2 separate regions of the Ovis aries genome follow, and region 2 is linked to region 1. The links are chromatin contacts, called in public Hi-C maps. All regions are on one chromosome and are shown on one strand. Each heading gives the region's core, a stretch centred on a gene start, on an enhancer-like site or on the middle of the called end of the contact. The rest is flanking DNA. Distances are from core to core; before and after follow the strand shown.

Region 1 (3,893 bases), core at 682-3,181:
ATGTACCACAGCTTTCTTATCCATTCATCTGCTGATGGACATCTAGGTTGTTTCCATGTCCTGGCTATTATAAACATGAATTGGACTTCTCAGAGGGAAGAAGTTCACTGGAGCTGGAAATGTCTTCAGCTGGAGCTGAGCCACTGGGAGAGAATGCTAGGGTTGAGGCTCACATCAAGCTGCTAATTTTGCAGCGTTAAGCCTCCAACTGTTGATGCTGCCCGACTGTCTAGTGTGAGGATAGTCCAGTGGTCCTTGTTTTTACCTCTTATTGAGGAGATACTGTATTTGATAGTCTGCAAGGCAGTGTGAGAAGAGCCCCTCCCTTTTCCTATGGCTACCCTTTATTCTTGTTTATTTCATATGTTGGGAATAATGAGTATGGCTGGGAACTCTTTATTATTCATATTGAGCTGAAAATAAGGATCCATTTTGGAGATGATTTTTTTTTTGTTGTTAGGTGTCACTGTCCCATGAACAACCACACACAACTCCCCTTCTTTCCCTGAAATGAAGAGTAGTAGTTATAAAAAAAAAAAGTGAAGTTGGAAAGCTATCCCTAACAGACCATAGTGAGCATACATATAGGTTTAAAAATAATTTTGAAAAACAAAAGAGACTTTCAGGCATCAGTTCAGTTCAATCAGTCTCTTAGTCGTGTCACAGCATGCCAGGCCTCCCTGTCCATCACCAACTCCCGGAGTTCACTCAAACTCATGTCCATTGAGTCAGTGATGCCATCCAGCCATCTCATCCTCTGTCATCCCCTTCTCCTGCCCCCAATCCCTCCCAGCATCAGGGTCTTTTCCAATGAGTCAACTCTTCTCATGAGATGGCCAAAGTATTGGCGTTTCAGCCTCAGCATCAGTCCTGCCAATGAACACCCAGGACTGGTCTCAGAGGTTTATCGAAGAATAAAGGAAAATTGAATGCAAACTCCTCAGCATGACACATGTTTACTTACAATGGTGTGAAAGTGAAAGTCGGTTAGCTGTGTCCGACTATTTGCGGCCCCATGGACTGTACATTCCATGGAATTCTCCAGGCCGGAATACTGGAGTGCGTACGTAGCCTTTCCCTTCCTCAGGGGATCTTCCCAACCCAGGGATCGAACCCAGGTCTCCTGTATCGCAGACGGATTCGTTACCAGCTGAGACACAAGGGAAGCTACAATGGTAAGCATTTGTTAAAATATCCTGAATTCTTTTCCTTTTTCTTTTTTAAATCAGAGAAAACACCAGAGCATGGGAAGTTCTGTAGTGGAAACGAACAACCACCTTCATAGAAACGAACGGCTCTGCTAAGTGGGGTAAAATGCTAACCCCCATTTTTCCAGTTTAATTCCAGTAGAGAGCTGTCCATTTGGATCTAGGGCAGCCCTTAGAGACGCACGTTGTTATTCCTGGGAGCAGAATATCGGAAGAGCCTAACTTTTTCGGTGCACGGAGCGGGGCGTGGTTGGCTGGCAGAGGGGGCGTGGCTTAGCCAGCCAAACAATTAGCCTCAAAAGCAAGCCTAGGGGCGCCTTCTTCCCATCCTCTGCTGGGGTTAGCATCTTCCCTCAGTTGCTGGTCAGTCGCTCAGTCGTGTCTGACTCTTGGCGACCCCATTGACTGCAGCACGCCAGGCTCCCCTGTCCTCCACAAACATGTCCATTGAATCCCTGATGCCATCCAACCATCTAGTCCTCTCTGTCGTCCCTTTCCCTCAGTAGGCGTCGGGATTCTTCACCGCCTGCAGAGGGCGCTGCGGACCAGACGTTCACCTGCACAAAAATCCCCAGTGACGTCAGCGCTACTGCGGCGGCCGCCTACGGTGCCCCTGACAACCACGGCGGCCCCGGCGCGGCAGGAGTGAGCCCGCCCCTCGCAAACATGGCGGCCGGGCGGGGCGGGGTCTGAGAGGGTGAATTGGGCGGGCGGTTCCAGACCCAGCGGTCATGTGACTGGGAAGATGGCCGCCTTTCCCTGGTAAGGAAGAAGCGGCGAGCGGGGTTCAGGGAGGTAGTGGCCTTGGCTGTCTTCGGGACTCTTGTTTCTGGGTGTGTGTCTCCGCGAGGGAGTGTATGAACTGTTATCCGTTGGGTTTGGTGAAGTCTCCCACCCAGTCTCCGGGTGGGGCGGCTACCCTGATTCAGAGGACATTCCTGATGCCGGACCGGTCGGGTCTTGGTCCTCTCCTCCTATCGCCCTCCCCGTTCATTTCTCCATTCGTTTCCTCAAAAAAAAGCTCAAGTTCCCCGGCTTCCGCTTTCCCAGAAGTTGGCGCGTGTTCTGGGGGCGCGGATGCAGAGAATGGTGGACTCAGCCCTGGTCTGGACAACTCGGGGGCCTGGCTGTGTTCTGAATGACTGGCTTCTTGTAGAGGAAACTTCCCATTCATCCGACTCTGCAGGGCGCTCCCTGCACCGGGCGGGCGTAGAACTTGAGAATACAGAACCCTTAGACATACTCCTTGGATTCAAGGAGCTGCTGTTAAGCGGAGCAGATACGCAGAATAGAAGAATGACCGAAGAAGGCTGTGGGATGAGGCACACCTGACGGCTTCGGGAAGGCTTGAGAGAGGAGGAGTCATAAATTGAGTTTTGGAGGATGAATAGGAGTTCATGGAGAAGGAGCTGTGGGCGTGTGCGGAGGCTAATGGGTGTGTAGGGGCCCTTCTGGCTGGAGTAGCTAGGAGAGATTGGCGCTCCAGCAGCAGCTGAAGCCTTATGGCTCCTCTCTCTGTGAGATTATATATATATATATATTTGTTGTTTAGTCATTAAGTCTAAGCAACTCTTTGCGTCCCTGTGTCCATGGGATTTCCTGGGACAGTTGTGTGAAGAACGGGAGCAAGTTGTGATAGTGGTGGAATCATATGGGCACGTGAGCTCTCCTCTACATCTCAGAAAGGGAAGTTACTTTCTAATCTTTATCTGAAAGTGATGTGAAGTGGTTTACGTTAAATGAGCGAGTAAGTGAACAAATGAAAAAATATACAGCCCTGGACCTTAGAATAATCCGATACATACTTCTGGTTTGTATTTCCTTCACCTGGCTAACTCTTTAAAGAGTCTTCCTTCAAAGGCTCGGTGCACTAAATTAGCATTAGATGACAGTGAGTTCTTATATGTCCTGCCCTGAGTTTTCTTTGACCTGGTCACGCAAAAGTCCTTTTAGGGGATTACTAGGACTTAAATGCCATAGCATATGGCTTCAGTGAACTTAGTTGGCTGGAATTTTGTAATTAGAAGATCCAGGAAGATGCTGTTTAATTTCAGAGCATTTTTACCTTTGGTATATTTTACTTTGGGGCTTCCCAGGTGGCTCAGTGTTAAAGAATCCACCTGCCAATGCAAGAGACTAGGGTTCGATCCCTGGGTCAGGAAGATCCCCTGGAGAGGGAACTAGCAACCCATTCCAGTATTCTTGCCTGGGAAATCGCCTGGACAGAGGGACACAAAGAGTTGTTTAGTGACTAAATAACGACTATGTATATATATATTATTTTTTTTATGGAGAGAGGAGCCATAAGGCTTTTAGCATCAAGTGTTGCCACACTTCCTAGTCTGACTGTCCTCTAAACATTTGTCTGTGGTAGCACGTGTTCATCTTTCAGTTTGCTCTGGAGACTTGATGCTCTTCAAGTTAGAGGGTCTGGGTTTTAACCATCATTGTATTTCCAGTGCTTGGCCTGGAGCTTGGCAGATAGTAGGTGTTGAATAATATTATTGAATGAATAAGGAAACTAAGGAGGCCCTCAGAGGAGAAAAGTGTTTGTGACATTAACTGAGGTATTTATTGAGCTTTTTTATTTTGTGCTGAATGCTGTTCTTAGAGCTGAAGGTGCAACATCTTATCTCCTAAAAATCCCATTTTTCAGATGAAAAAGTGGAGACAGAAAGATGAAGC
Region 2 (3,893 bases), core at 385-2,884, 330 kb after region 1:
CAACTCCCCAGTGCTCTGAGAGCAGGGGCTTATCTGCCAATTGTGTAGCTGGCACATTTACTGAAATAATACATTAACCGATCAAGATTTTAAGCTTCTAACAAGACTGCTTGTCTCATTGCCTGTGCCCTAAATGGCGACTCCTTCCCACTTCCATTTTTCCCTTCCCAACTCAGTTGACCCCTTTTCAGACAGAGCAGGAACAGATAGGAAACAGTTTACTCCACAGTCCAGATACAAAACTGGCCGGGTGGAGGGCTCCCAACCCACAGATACCGATTTGCATTCTATTTACATCCTATTTGCATGCAGTTTAACTCGACGTCTTGAGTCCTCCAGAAAGCCTCCATCCCTGGGGAAACTTATGAATCAAGGTTCCTCGGCAGAAGTTCCAAAGCTTTTGTGCCAAGCCCCTCCCCCACTTCTCGCCTCTTTGCGAGGACCCCTAGTTCCTCCTGGGCTCAGTTCAGGTCCCCCCCACCCCCCATACTGGCGCAGTTGGGCAGCCAATGTGGCGCGTGGCCCGGGGCCCCAGGCGGGGACGCCGCTGCCCGCCACACTCCAGGGGCCTTTGTCCGCTCTCCAAGGAGCCGCCCCCTTAGCGAACTGGGGACAAGTTGCGTTGAGGGGTGGGAGGGCGATTGGCTAGGCCTGGGAGTGACATAGCCGGGGAATGAACCCAAGGGCTGCGCTGGACCCGTCCTCGGTGGCAACGGTACCCCCTCCCTCCCTGCCCAGTTAACCAGCCCTCCGGCCGAGGCGGGTGCGGGCGGTAGGGGTCCCGGGATGCTTGGGACTGGAAGCCTGTGTCCCCCAAAGGGTGCGGACGCAGCACAGGGCTGATCATCGCCTCTAGCCTGGCAGGAACAGAAACGCTAAGCCCCCCGCCATTGTATGCAGTCGCCCCTCACTTGTACCCCAGCTCCAGGTCCCAGCTCTGCCTCTTTTCGCCCGCAGTGTCCCTTCCTTGTCCCGTAGTGCGTAGCCGCGACCCCCAGTCCCTACGGCAGGTGCCGCAGCTCACCTCCAAAGCTTTCCCCTTGTGCCCCCGGCTCCGCCTGCTCTGTCTGTGGTCAGGCCCCGCGCCTGCCACGCAGCCCCCAGACCTGCCCGCGGCTGCCCTCACACGAGTCACTCGGGCACGCCTGAAGTCCCTTACAGTTCCAGCAGCCCTTTGCCTGATCTGCGATCGCCTCCAGACCCTCCTCTGAGACTTTGATCTCCGTCTGGTCCGGGAACACCGCCCCCGCCCCATTAAGGTCCCAACCTTCTCCGCCCCCTGCCCCGCGGTCTGCGGGCTCCTCTCTGCCGCCAAACTGTGGTCCTCCAGCCCGGAAACCCCAACTCCCCCAGCAGACTAACCCCTTGGGGAAGAGGAGGAACTCAGAAAAGCCCGAGAAGCAGACCACATCCCAACGCTCACAAGTGCACCCGGGGAAAAGTTTCTGGGGTCGCCGCAGCGCCCTCCACCCTCCCGGCGCGGCTGGCACTCACCGACCCCCGCGGCCCCGCAGCGCCGACGCTCCCGCTGGCCCTCGGCCCGAGTCACATCTCTGCAGCGCCGCCGTGGCCCCAGCCCAGCGATCCCGCCCGCCCGCCCGCCCGCCCGTCCGGCCTCACTGCATCGCACTCGCTAGCCGCAGCCGCGCGAGGCGCCCCCTGGCCCGGCCCGCGCTGCTGCAGCCGCCGCGGCCCCGCCCCCTGAGGCCCCGCCCCCGGAGCTCCGAACCCCGCCCCCGTCCCGGCCAGGGCTGATTGTTCCAAGCGGAACCCGGCGCACGCTCCTTGCTCCCCACTTGCAGCGCCGAGGCGAGCCCCCTCCAGTGTCCGCATTTAGGGACCACCACCCTCACATCCACAGTGCGTCCAAAATCACTCTGGACGTGCTGGACATTTTCCTCCGTTGATCCACTTGCAGAAACACACACATAGAGGGGTTTTCTAAACTGTGGGTTCCTAAACAGCTGTTGTTCTGTCGCCCTGTCGTGTCCGACTCTTTGCAACCCCCTGGACTGCAGCACGTCAGGCCTCCCTCCTCCCTGTCCCTCACCATCTCCTTGAGTTTGCCCAAGTTCATATCCATTGCATCGGTGTTGCCTTCCAGCCATCTCATCCTCTGACGCCCTCTTCTTCGCCTTCAATCTTCTCCAGCATCAGGGACTTTTCCAGTGAGTCCACTGTTCGCATCAGGTGACCAAACTACTGGAGCTTCAGCTTCGGCATCAGTCTTTCCAACGAGTGTTCAGGGTTGATTTCCCTTAAGATTGACTGGTTTGATCTTGCTGTCCAAGGAACTTTCAGAAGTCTTCTCCAGCACCCCATTTCGAAGGCATCAGTTCTTTGGCGTTCTGCTTTCTTTCCGGTCCAGCTCTCACAAGAGTACCCGGCCATTAAGAAGACCATAGCCTTGACTATACGACCTTTGTCGGCAGAGTAGTGTTTCTACTTTTCAACATACCGTCTAAGTTTGTCACAGCTTTCCTGCCAAGAAGTAATCATATTCTGATTTCATGGCTGCAGTCACCATCCACAGTGATTTTGGAGCCCAAGAAGAAGAAATCTGTCACCACTTCCACCTTTTCCCCTTCTATTTGCCGTGAAGTAATGGGGCCTGATGCCATGATCTTAGTTTTCTGTAATATTTAGTGTTAAACTGACTCTTTCACTCTCCCTCTTCACCCTCAAGAGACTCTATCTAGTTCCTCTTCACTTTCTGCCATTAGAGTGGTATCATCCTCATACCTAAAGCTGTTGGTTTCTCCCGCCTATCGATTCCAGCTTGTACCTTATCCAGCCTGGCATTTCTCATGATGGGCTCCGCGGATAGATCAAACAAACAGGGTGCCAGCAGACAGCCCTGTTGGACTCCTTTCTCAATCTTGAGTTCTAAACAGTTACTTCCCCACAATATACCAGTGCCGGATCCAGGGTGCAGAGAGGATTCTGCTGAGACTGTTCCAGAATCACTAACACCCTAACTTCAGCCAGGCAGCCCCTCCCGCCTGGGCACACTCCAATCCTGCCACCTCCGGCCATGTGCCTTTGTCCCTTTATGCACCGTGAGCCCCACATCCGTGTTCTTGGCCACCCCAAACATACTCATATGTCTACCGCAAGCATATTCACACGCCCACTCACCCCTCACATGGATCCATACGCAGGATCCCACCACTGCTACCACCCTCATCACTCACACGCATGCGCACACTTCCACGATCGCCTCGAGCACACACTTGGGGGCCTGGGGCCACTAGTCTGGCGCTCAGCCGACACTCAGAGCTCAGGCTGCTCACCCGCCCACAGCGCAACTGTGAGACGCTCCTTACGGAAAGGGTCTGGGCCACACGTACCTCAACACTGAATGTGGCTCCTAGACCACCTGGGCTATCTGAGGTCGGCATTGCCTCGACCCTGCCTGGGGGCTGCACTCCAGCTTCAGGCCGGATTTTCCCAGTCGTCTCTCCGCAATCCCCCCCTCCCCAGAACTTTGAGGACCCCACTGTGGTATGGATAAGACCCCTCACCCCATCCCAGCCCTACATGACGGAGAGATGACTCCAGTTCCCCTACCTCGCTGTGTGGGGAAAGGGGGTTGTGGAGAGGCAAGCAAGATGGGTTGTAGAGTAGCACTTCCTTCTGGGCCAAGCTGCAGGCCCTGATCTTTGGGGATCGTGGAACTTTCTGATATTCTCACACCTTCCTGCGAGTCTCTTGCCCGGCCAAAACTATTTTCTCCCAGGCAGGCCACATATCTTTGGGTAGGCCTCTCTCCAAATACCTTATATTAATTTTAAGGAAAAAATGGAGAAGAAGCATGAAAACTGAAAACGTTCCCTGTTTCATTGGCAGACGTATTCTCAGAGCCTGGATCAGTGCCTGGTATGCTGTTCAGT

Evidence for each region. A called contact is a pair of places that touch in the nucleus more often than the background predicts.
Region 2: a Hi-C map of liver shows a contact between it and region 1, with 8 times the contacts expected there. The contact joins the promoter of GPRC5B here to the promoter of VPS35L in region 1. A contact is called at or near these places in 6 of 16 Hi-C or Micro-C datasets (blood, hypothalamus, liver and 2 more).

Annotation. Positions count from the first base shown.
Region 1 is chr24:17,627,278-17,631,170 of ARS-UI_Ramb_v3.0, forward strand. It overlaps VPS35L (VPS35 endosomal protein sorting factor like), which reads left to right and starts at 1,932. Exons shown (of 31, transcript XM_060405752.1): 1 at 1,932-2,041.
Region 2 is chr24:17,960,406-17,964,298 of ARS-UI_Ramb_v3.0, forward strand. GPRC5B (G protein-coupled receptor class C group 5 member B) reads right to left here and starts at 1,635. Exons shown (of 4, transcript XM_027961692.3): 1 at 1,495-1,635.